Regions from separate parts of the Sus scrofa genome. Here regions 1 and 2 are each linked to region 3. Evidence: chromatin contacts called from public HiChIP or PLAC-seq data. All regions are on one chromosome and are shown on one strand. The core of a region is the stretch at or near the end of the contact, and the rest is flanking DNA. Distances in the headings are between cores, read along the strand shown.

The links. HiChIP or PLAC-seq counts read pairs in DNA pulled down with a chosen protein or histone mark.
Region 1: an H3K27ac HiChIP or PLAC-seq map of skeletal muscle shows a contact between it and region 3. The contact joins the promoter of RYR1 here to the promoter of ACTN4 in region 3. A contact is called at or near these places in 2 of 2 datasets of contacts at active chromatin or transcription factors (alveolar macrophages and skeletal muscle).
Region 2: an H3K27ac HiChIP or PLAC-seq map of skeletal muscle shows a contact between it and region 3. The contact joins the promoter of ECH1 here to the promoter of ACTN4 in region 3. A contact is called at or near these places in 3 of 47 Hi-C or Micro-C datasets (embryonic fibroblasts and liver) and 1 of 2 datasets of contacts at active chromatin or transcription factors (skeletal muscle).

Annotation. Positions count from the first base shown.
Region 1 is chr6:47,338,029-47,341,723 of Sscrofa11.1, forward strand. RYR1 (ryanodine receptor 1) reads left to right here and starts at 1,731. Exons shown (of 109, transcript NM_001001534.1): 1 at 1,731-1,907. The coding sequence starts at 1,860.
Region 2 is chr6:47,637,049-47,640,567 of Sscrofa11.1, forward strand. ECH1 (enoyl-CoA hydratase 1) reads right to left here and starts at 1,913. Exons shown (of 10, transcript NM_001044607.2): 1 at 1,867-1,913; 2 at 970-1,171; 3 at 748-836. The coding sequence starts at 1,906.
Region 3 is chr6:47,492,269-47,495,546 of Sscrofa11.1, forward strand. It overlaps ACTN4 (alpha-actinin-4), which reads left to right and starts at 1,566. Exons shown (of 21, transcript XM_003355883.4): 1 at 1,566-1,901. The coding sequence starts at 1,740.

The sequences.
Region 1 (3,695 bases), core at 481-2,980, 150 kb before region 3:
CCCCCAGAATTGTAATTCTCTGTCTCCCCAGGGCCTTTCTGAGCCACATAGGGCTGCTAGCTGGACCACACTTCATGCAGATGAGTGGCCTGGGCTTTGTAAGTAGGGGAGCCCTGAGAGAGGCAACCAGCTCCTTCTTGCTCCTGGACGCCTGTGGGAAGGGGGGCTGGAAGAGATTAGGTGCTCTGTGGAGCTGGGGCAGAGCACCTCTGCAGTTTCCTAAAACAGGCAACTATGGAACTGGAGGCCCAATGTAGGGTTCCACACACCTGGGCCTCCTGCCAGGCAGGCAACCTTGTGCCTCTGGCTTCAGTTTTCTCATCTGTCCACTGGACTAATTTGGAGAAGACCTCACTTTCTGGGGTTGTAGAGAAAATCCCATGAGGAAATCAATAGAGCCTACCAGGGACTTCTGTCATGGCTCAGCGGTAACAAACCTGACTAGTATCCATGAGGATGCAGGTTCAATCCCTGGTCACGCCCAGTGGGTTGGGAATCTGGCCTTGCCGTGAACTGTGGTGTAGGTCCCAGATGTGGCTTGGATCCCGAGTTGCTGTGGCTGTGGTGTAGGCTGGCACCTACAGCTCCAATTCGATCCCTAGCCTGCCAACTTCCATGTGCCACTGGTGTGGCCCCAAAAAGAAAAAAAAAAAAATAGAGCCTACCACGTGGTAACTGATTGACACAGGGATCAATTAAAGTATTATTATTAAGCTGTAGGTTACACAAAGCAATATCTTGCAGTTCAATAAAATTATACATAGGAGTTTCCTTGTGGTGCAATGGGTTAAGGATCTGGTGTTGTCACTTCAGCAGCTCTGGTCACTGCTGGGGTGTGGGTTCAATCCCTGGCCCAGGCACTTCCCTATGTTGTGGGTGCAGCCAAAAAAACCGCAAAAACTATACAGAGTAAGAACCACATATTTTTATTTCCTCTTCCAAAAAAGTGTAAATAATAGCAGGATTGTTGTAAGACCGAAATAAGATGCAGTGAAAAGATCTCAGCTCAGGGCCTGAAATGTGACAGGCATACAAAAGATGTCTGCTACGGCTGTTATTCTTGCCTCATCAGTTTTTATAATAATGACGACGATAATGATGCGAGCGACACTTACGTAACACATTGTGTATTAGTACAGTTTTTAAATACAATTTTTTTTTTCTTTTTAGGGCAGCACCCGCGGCGTATGGAGGTTCCCAGGCTAGGGGTCTAATCGGAGATGTAGCCAAAAGCCTACACCACAGCCACAGCAACGCGGGATTCAAGCCGCGTCTGCAACCTACACCACAGCTCAAAGCAACGCCAGATCCTTAACCCACTGAGCGAGTGCCAGGGATCAAACCCGCAACCTGACGGTTGCTAGTTGAATTCGTTTCTGCTTCGCCACGAGGGGAACTCCAGAGTCTTTATTTTTAATCACTATGTCTGATGGTTTTTAAAGCCGGGAGACCTGGTGCATAACCCCGACATCAAGCAGGGCCTTCCCGGCTCAGAGCCTCAGTTTGGACTTTGTGAAATGGGAGGAGAGAGGAGAGAGGGTAGCTACCTCCTAGACACTCTCCCTTAACACCTCCCACCCGAACGTGCACCTTTGGCTAAAGTCTGGGATCTGTAGGCGGGGCTCCGTCAAAGGGGCGTGGTCTTGTCGTCGGGGCCCAATGGAGACCGGAGGGCGGAGACCTCCTACCAGCTCTGAGCTGCACGCGAGTCTTCCTCGCAGTTCCATCTACCCCGCGGGTGCCTCTGGGGTTCCCAGAGGTCTCCGACCCCAGCCGCCCCCGGCCCGCCCGCCCGCCCAGCCTGCGGCCCCCTCCTCCTATTCCCTGACCTCAGCCCCGGCTCCTCGGGCCTCGACATCATGGGTGACGGAGGAGAGGGCGAAGATGAGGTCCAGTTTCTGCGGACAGTACGTATCTCTGTTAGGGGTCTCTGGGGTCATCTCTCGGGTTCCTGTGAATGTTTCTCTGTCTCTGGATGTCTCCGTCGTGTTTGCTGGTGGTCTCTAAGATTCGAGGTCTCTTCTACTGTCCTTTGGGTGACTGTCACTGTCTTTCTCCGTTTCTGTCTCTCTCAGTCTCCCCCACCTTTCTCGCCTTAGAATTAGTAGAATTTGGGACTGCAGGATGGGGAGGGGAACCTTCTGCCACCCTTCCCTCTGATACTAGCGGGTTGTCCCAGAGAAGGGGGCCGCTGAGGGAGCACCCCCTCCCATCACTCTGGAAGCCGGCACTTGGGGAAGGTGATTCTAATTCCTGAGCTTAATTTAGCTGCCCCCCTCCCCCACCACCACCTAGCTCTAATTCTCTTCTTGCTCCAGACTCTGACCTATTTAAATTCTTGGGAAGGGGGCTGGGGTGGACTGGAGGACCCAGCTCCTTTGAACTCCCAGCTCTTGAGGGTCTCCTGGGGTGGGCGGGTGGGGTCTCTCTAGTTCTAGGTCTTCTTTTTTCCCCCACTTGGTTTTAGGGAGGAGGGTCAAATATGGCTGCCAGTGGTCTCTGGGGGGGTGCCTTTTTCTATCTGTCTCTTTGGATTGTTTGTGTCTGTATCTCTCTCCATCTCTGTCTGCTGGTCTCTGTCTCTGGCTTTGTTTTGCCGGTTTCAGGCCCTCTGTGTTTTTTCTTGCTGTGTCTCCAGCTCTGTCTCTCCCCACTTCTCTGATCCCCGGCTGGGGGGCAGGGATGGGAACGGGAACAACAGGTGTCCCTCCCAGAATAGCCCGCTTTTCTGGGGCCTGGGCAGGGGCCGTGGAGATGATGGGGGAGGGGCTGCCCCTGGGGAGTCCTTCCCACTTTTCCTTCCCAGTGGTTCAGCCCCGTGGGGGTGGGGGGGTTGTGAGTGTGGGGGTATGTTCTCTCTTCTGGGCTAGGTCTGCTGACCCTGCATTAGCCCCTCCCCACGCCCTCTGGGCCCTGGGAAATGCTGACACAGCATTCTGGCCCCAGAATAGGACCCTGGTGAGCCGGGTCTGGTTTCCCGGGAGGGAGGGATGAACAGCTGAGGCCCGTAGTGAAGGATGGGGACAGCTGGACATTCAGCCACGGGAGAAGGCCTAGCTTCACCCTAGGCTCTTGCCCCAGCTCCAGCCCCTTAGCAGACACCATGGGTTGGGCTCTCTCTCCTCCTCCCCAGACCTAATAAGACCATGGCCATGGCCGTCAGCCCCTGAACAGCCACTCTACCTCAGGCCCCATGCCCAGGCCCTCAGCCTCCTGAGACATCTAATTATATCCTCGCTGTCCTATCTTCTGAGGTAGGGCCCTATCTTTATCTCCATGGGAGATTTGAGGGAAACTGAGGCCTGAGTGGTAGGGTTATGACCAAGGTCAAGGCCAGGAAGTGTCATCTCTGGATCTCCCTGGGGCCCAGACCTCCTGCTTTCATAAGAGGAACCCTGGGCTCAGTCTTGCCAGAGTAGCCAGGGTTGGGCTCTAGAGGCCTGGCCTTGGCATCTCTTGGCCTCATACTGGGTCCATGTCCTGGAACTTTATTGAGGTTTTGTGCTGGTTTTTTCATACATTTGGGATCTCATCCCGCCAGTAAGAAGTAGAGCTTATCTTGCAGCCAAGTACATGCATATATGCACATATATGATAAAAAGTCAACTTTATTGAGCTATAATGGACATGCAAGAAACTGTCCTGATTTTAGGTGTTAGAGTTGGGAAACCACACACACGCATGTAACCACATCA
Region 2 (3,519 bases), core at 663-3,162, 150 kb after region 3:
ATTTTCTTTTTTGGCTGCCCTGTGGCATACAGAGTTTCCTGGCCAGAGATCAGATCCCAGCTGCAGTTGCGACCTACACCGAAGCTGTAGCAATGCTGAATCCTTCACCACTGTGGCAGCCAGAGATCAAACCTGTGTCCCAGCACTCCAGAAATGCCACTAATCCCGTCGCTCCACAGCGGAAACTCCAAAAGCATGTTATTATTATAAGACACTTTACTGACACAAAAAAACAGACTGAATGGTTAAGGCCAGAGATTCAAGAATGAAAACCCAGGAGTTCCCGTCGTGGCGCAGTGGTTAACGAATCCGACTAGGAACCATGAGGTTGCGGGTTCAGTTCCTGCCCTTGCTCAGTGGGTTAACGATCCGGCATTGCCGTGAGCTGTGGTGTAGGTTGCAGACTCGGCTCCGATCCTGTGTTGCTGTGGCTCTGGCGTAGGCCGGCAGCTACAGCTCCGATTCGTCCCCTAGCCTGGGAACCTCCATATGCTGCGGGAGCGGCCCAAAGAAATAGCAAAAAGACAAAAAAAAAAAAAATAATAATAATAATAAATAAATAAACTATACTTCAAAAAAAAAAAGAATGAAAACCCAGATTTAAGAGCCCATGAACCTGTCAATTTCTGTATTTGAAAATGTTGAAAGTTGAAGTTAGAAGCTGCTTGAAACCCTAATTAAGAAGCCTTGATCTCTCTCCAGGAGCAGGGGAGGGTGGCAGGGGTGGGTATGGAGAGCACGTGGTACCTGAAGTGAACATTTTTCCTGCACCAGAGATCACCACCGCACGACAGTCAGGGTCCTGTGCGATCTTGTTGAAGCACACCACCATCTCTCTGCGGAAAGGGAAGGAGGCAAGGGCTGTCTGGGGGGGCGGGGGGAGTTCCCTGCTCTCAGGTCCTCCCCTGCCCAGTCCCTTAGCCCCTGCCTCCTCCTGCAGACAGGCCTCTCAGGACCTGCAGACCAGACCTCCAGAAGGCTCTGTTCATGGCATTTCTCTTCTCTGGCCGGTTTAGCTGCACATGAAGCACATGTTTCTGGACAGCTGTCACCTGAAGGGACTCATAGTTGTGACCTGGAGCTTCGCTGGGAGCAGCTTTGGAAGCCTCCTCTTGTGTAAAGGAGCTCATGGGGTGAAGACTAAGGCTGAGGTTGGTGGGGGCTGTCAATCCTGGAGAGACAAAGGAAGAGCATTTTTTTTTTTTTTTTTTTTTTTTTTGTCTTTTTGCCATTTCTAGGGCGGCTCCCGCGGCATATGGAGGTTCCTAGGCTAGGGGTGGAATCAAAGCGGTAGCCACCGGCCTACACCAGAGCCACAGCAACGCGGCGGGATCTGAGCCGCGTCTGCGACCTACACCACAGCTCACAGCAATGCTGGATCGTTAACCCACTGAGCAAGGGCAGGGATCGAACCCGCAACCTCATGGTTCCTAGTCAGATTTGTTAACCACTGAGCCAGGACGGGAACTCCCAGGAAGAGCATTTTATGACCCCAAATTGGGAGAAGAGCACCTTCAAAAGCAGAGGGCACACATCCATCTCAGTGACATTAGATTGGGGAACGCAGGCCTGTTAAGAGGCCTTGGTTCAGGAAGACACAGGCTTTTAAGATTAGGGTGCACTCACCAGTGGCCTCGGTCTGAGGGCCACTTCAAACCCGCGAAGGTGGTACTGACACTAGATTGGAGACACTGAGCTGACAGCTACCCCACGGTAGGACACGGGCCCTTTGCATAGGAGCACATGGACCCCTGAGTTTAATAAGGCGTGAGGACCTTGCTTGACCCCAGACAGGCCTCTCCGTTCTACAGTCGCCATGACAGGACGACAGCTCAATAGACCCCCAGAAGTCAAGAGATGACTCACGCCGAGTCAGCAAGCTGCGCACTCTGTGAAAAAACGCCATTGCCACTGCCGTCATTGCGACTGAAACGCCGGAATAGCCCGACGAGAGGAAGTTAAGGGGGCGGGCACAAGGGCCGCCATGTTGAGCGAGGGCATCGAAGCCGCATCCAAACAGCGGTGACACCCCTATTCCCGCCATCTTTACTAAGGGCAACCGGAAATCGCCTTCTAAATTTGCCGGCCTTTGGCTCGCCCTGGGAACCTTTGGCACAATAGGAATCTGGCCTGAGGCGATAATTCACTGTCCCCGAACATTCTGTGCAGGGGCCACCACAGCTCTTTCGTAATGGTGAACGAATTGGAGAGAGATGAGTGTCCAAGTCCGTAATGGCAGAATAATCGGAGCCCTGCCAGTTTGTAACCATGCACTTGTACCATATTAACTAAAAAGAAAAATTTCCTACTGAGATTATCCAGTAAAAGTATAGACCAACATTAAGTGCTGACTATATAATTCGAATTCCCACACCACTGGGCGGGCCGGGGGCGGGGGTGGGGTGGGTAGGGGTTGTACTATTTTACCTTGAACACAGCGGAAACCTGGATCTGGAGACGACACTAGATTAAGGTCCCTGGGATTCAAGAGGGCTGAAGAGGCTATTTATGTGGCTCGTAAGTACATGTTCTTTTTTTTTTTTTTTTTTAATGTAAGTTCCTGAGCCAGGGGTCGAGCCACAGCCACTGTAGAAGCAACACTAAGTAGTTATCCTGCAAGCCACATGGGAAGTCCATTAAGTACGTGTTCTTAATAAATATAAGGGTTTTTTGGGGGGGTACTGCTTTTAGGGCCACACCTGCAGCATGTGGAGGTTCCCAGGCTAGGGGTTGAATTGGAGCTACAGCTGCTGGCCTACACTACAGCCACAGCAATGCTGGATCCAAGCCACTTTTTTTTTTTTTCTTTTTGCCTTTTGAGGACCACTCCCACAGCATGTGGAGGTTCCCAGGCTAGGGGCCTAGTCTGAGCTGTAGCCACCGGCCTACACCAGAGCCACAGCAACGCGGGATCCAAGCCACGTCTGCAACCTATACCACAGCTCAAGGCGACACTGGACCCTTAACCCACTGAGCAAGGCCAGGGATGGAACCCGCAACCTCATGGTTCCTAGTCAGATTCGATAACCACTGAGCCACAACGGGAACCCCCCAAGCCACTTCTGCGACCTATACCACAGCTCATGGCAATGCAGGATCCTTAATCCACTGAGTGAGGCCAGGGACCGAACTCGCAACCTCATAGTTCCTAGCCAGACTTGTTTCCACTGCGTCAAGCCTGGAACTCCTAAATATAAGGTCTTTTAAAATCACTTTGGGGAGTTTCCGTTGTGGTGCAGCAGAAACGAATCCGACAAGGAACCATGAAGTTTCTGGTTTGATCCCTGGCCTTGCTCAGTGGGTTAAGGATGTGGAATGAGCTGTGGTGTAGGTTGCAGATGTGGCTCGGATCTGGCGTTGCTGTGCTCTGGCATAGGCCGGCAGCAACAGCTTCAAATAGACCCCTAGCCTGGGAAACTCCATATGCCGTGGGTGCGGCCCTAAAAAAGGACAAAAGACAAAATAAATAAAATAACTTTGGAAAAAGCCAGTTAGCCCAAGAATAAAAGTGCTTTACCA
Region 3 (3,278 bases), core at 316-2,815:
TTCCTCCTGTCTTTGACTTCGTGGCGCCAAGGGATGGTTCTGAGCAGGGGAGGGAGGAGCTTGATTTGACTCAGGCTCCTTCTGGTTTCTTTGGAGAAAGAGAGGTGGGGAAGGGGGCATGTGGAGGACTTGAGAAATGTTGAGGAGGCTGGGACACTGGTCCAGGTGAAGACAAGGTGAGGGTGGACAGAACCAGGGTGTGGCCATGTGGGATGGGAGAAGTGGGTGAATTTTGTATATACTTGGAAGATGGATCTGACAGAATTTCCTGAACGACTGGATGTAGGGTGTGAAAACAAAGAGGAGCCAAGGATGACTGCAAGCTTTGTTGCCTGCACAGCTGAAAGGCCGGAGGCACCATTGACCAAGATGGGGATGGCTATGGGGTGACGAGGTTTGGGAGGAAGATCAGGAGCCCAACTCTGGGTACTTACACTTGAGACACCTATTATGTGTGAGTGTCATTTGTATTTATTTACTGTCGTGTCCCCCATACACTTGAGAACTTGGCGCACTTACCATGCTCAGCACCTTATCACCAGCATCCAAGAAGAGTTCCTGGAATACAACAGAGGCTCAATAAATGCTTTTTGAATGAGTGAAGTAAACACGTCCAAAAAATCCTCCACTTTCCCAGTCAGCCAGTATCCATTCGGAGCTACCATGTCCATTTTGTGAATTCTTCAAGAGTTTGTTTAATTGTCCTCCTTGTTCATAAAGCCAACTCTGCCAGTTTCCGTTGTGGCTCAGCAGGGCGTAAATCCAAATCCGACTGGTATCCATGAGGATGCAGGTTCCATCCCTGGTTTCTCTCAGAGGGTTAAGGATCGTGGGTTGCTATGGCTGTTGCATAAGCTGGCAGGTGTAGCTCTGATTTGATTCCTAGCTCAGGAACTTATATATGCCACAGGTGTTGCCCTGAAAAGCAAAGGCAAAAAATAAAAAAATAAATGAAGTCAATCCTGACTACTTCATTTCCATTCTAGTTCTGTTTGATTTTTCTTCATAGCACATATCCCCTTGGAATATATACATACGCTATGTACTTTTTTTCCCCCCGCATCTGTGGCATGTGGAAATTCCTGGGCAAGGGATGGAAAATGAGCCACAGCTGGGGCCGATGCCACAGCTGGGGCAACGCTGGATTCTTAACACGCTGCACCACAGCAGCAACTCCAATACACTGTTTCCTAAAATTGTGTTTTTTTCCTTTCACTAGACGGTTGTTTCATGAGGGCAGACAGTTTTGTCTATCTTATTTAGTGTTGATGCGTAAAACATGGTCTGGCACATAGTAGGCGCTTAATATTTGTTGAATTTCTGGCGCCGAAAGGGAATACACTCCACGCCAGAGCCCAATGGCCAGACCCGCCGGCCGAATCCTTCGCTCTCTGGGCCCGCCCACACGTAGAGGCCGCGCGCGCGCGCGCGCGCGCGAGGAGGCGAAGCTCGTCCACGAGCCGAAGGGCGGCGGGGAAGTGGACTCTGCGCAGGCTCAGAGCTTCCCGAGGCGGGGTCTTAGGGCCTTTCTCGTTAGGAAGCGCGCGCGCGCGCGCGCGGGAGGGCGGCGGCGGCGGCGGCGGCGGAGGCGCGGTGCGCAAGCGCAGCGGGCAGTGCGCAGGCGCTAGCGCAGGGCGGGCTGAAGCAGCTGAAGCAGCGGCGGCGGCGGCGGCGGCGGAGGCTCGGGCAGAGGGGCGGGAGCAGAGGCGGGAGCGGACGGGCTCGGGAGAGGCGGCGGAATGGTGGACTACCACGCGGCGAACCAGTCGTACCAGTACGGCCCCAGCAGCGGGAGCAATGGCGCCGGCGGCGGCGGTAGCATGGGCGACTACATGGCCCAGGAGGACGACTGGGACCGGGACCTGCTGCTGGACCCGGCCTGGGAGAAGCAGCAACGCAAGGTGCGCGGCCCGCGGGCCGGACGGGCTGGAGGGGGGCTTCCGAGGGAGGCTGGGCGCCGGGAAGGGGTTGGGAGTCCTGAGATGGGAGTGGAGGGTCTGTGATGAGAACCGGGCGTCGTGAGAAGGAATCGGTGGATCTGAGAAGGTGTTTGGGGTCCTGAAAAGGAGTTGCAGAACTTGAGCAAGGAATTGGGAGTCTGAAAAAATCATTGGCGGCCGAGGAGAGAATATGGAAATCTAAAACATGGAATCAGGGAGTCTGTGAAGGAATTAGGCGGGTCGAGGTGGGGAATTGGAGGAAACCAGCGAGATGATTGGAGACTCTAAAATGGAATTGGGTCTGAGGCGGGATCGAAGGCTCGGGTTGGATTGGGGTTGCTGAGAGAGGAACGGGGGGTCTGGAATTTGGGGGTCGGGGCAGTCTGAGGAGGAGCTCGAGTGTGCAGGGGGTTGTTTGGCTCGCAGAGTCCTCTGAAGAGGATAGGATTGTGGGAGCCCCAGGCTGGGGAACTTCTAAAGGGGGTGAGGATTCTGGAAGTCTGAAGATGGGGTTGGGGGGTACTCAGGAGGGGATTGTGGAGTGGGAAGGGTGGTGGAAGGACAGGGGAGATAAAAGCAGAGGGGCTAAGGAAAGAAGTGACTGTGAAAAGACCCGGGGCTTAGGATGTGGGGATGGGGAGGGTGGCGAATGAGGTCTGGAACGGGGGTCCGAAGGGACCTGTGAATGAGAAGTCTTGCAGGGGGTGAGATTTACTGGGGGTGCCCCGTTTTAAGGGGAAGAGGAGAAGACTGGACAAGAGAAGGCATGAAAGGAATTGATGAGGCTAAAGGCCTCATCGATGAGAGGCCCAAGGGAGATAGGGAGAGTATTTGGAGCGTTTTGAGGAGGGGAGCCGAAGAATTGCTGGAACGTCCACAAAGGCTCCGCCAAGGGTTGGCGGCGCCTGAGGCCAAGCAAGGTAGCCTGGAAAAGGTGAGGATGGAGGGAGGGAAGGGGCAGAATGGCGGAGAGTGGGAGGGAGGTTGGCGGGGTAATGAAAGTCTCATTAGGAAGGGAGTGTGTGATGGATAGACTGAGAGAGGAATTTGGGGGTGGGGGCGTCTGGAGATGCCGTCCCGGGACCGGAGAGTGTGTGTGTGTCCTGAAGGGAGAATGCGTTGTCTGGGGAGGAAGAGGTGAGAGTAGCTGCAAGAATTGTCCCGTGGGGGTGGGGGGGTGGGGCAAAGAGGTCTTTCTAAAGCAGGGCCTGTTTTCAGGTGGCATGTTGGGGTGTGGAAGCAATTTAGGGGAGACCCACAGTGAGGAAAGGGAGATCAAAAGGAGTGGGAGGCCCAGAGAAGGTAGCTTGTGTGTGTGTGTGTGTGGGTAAAATCTCA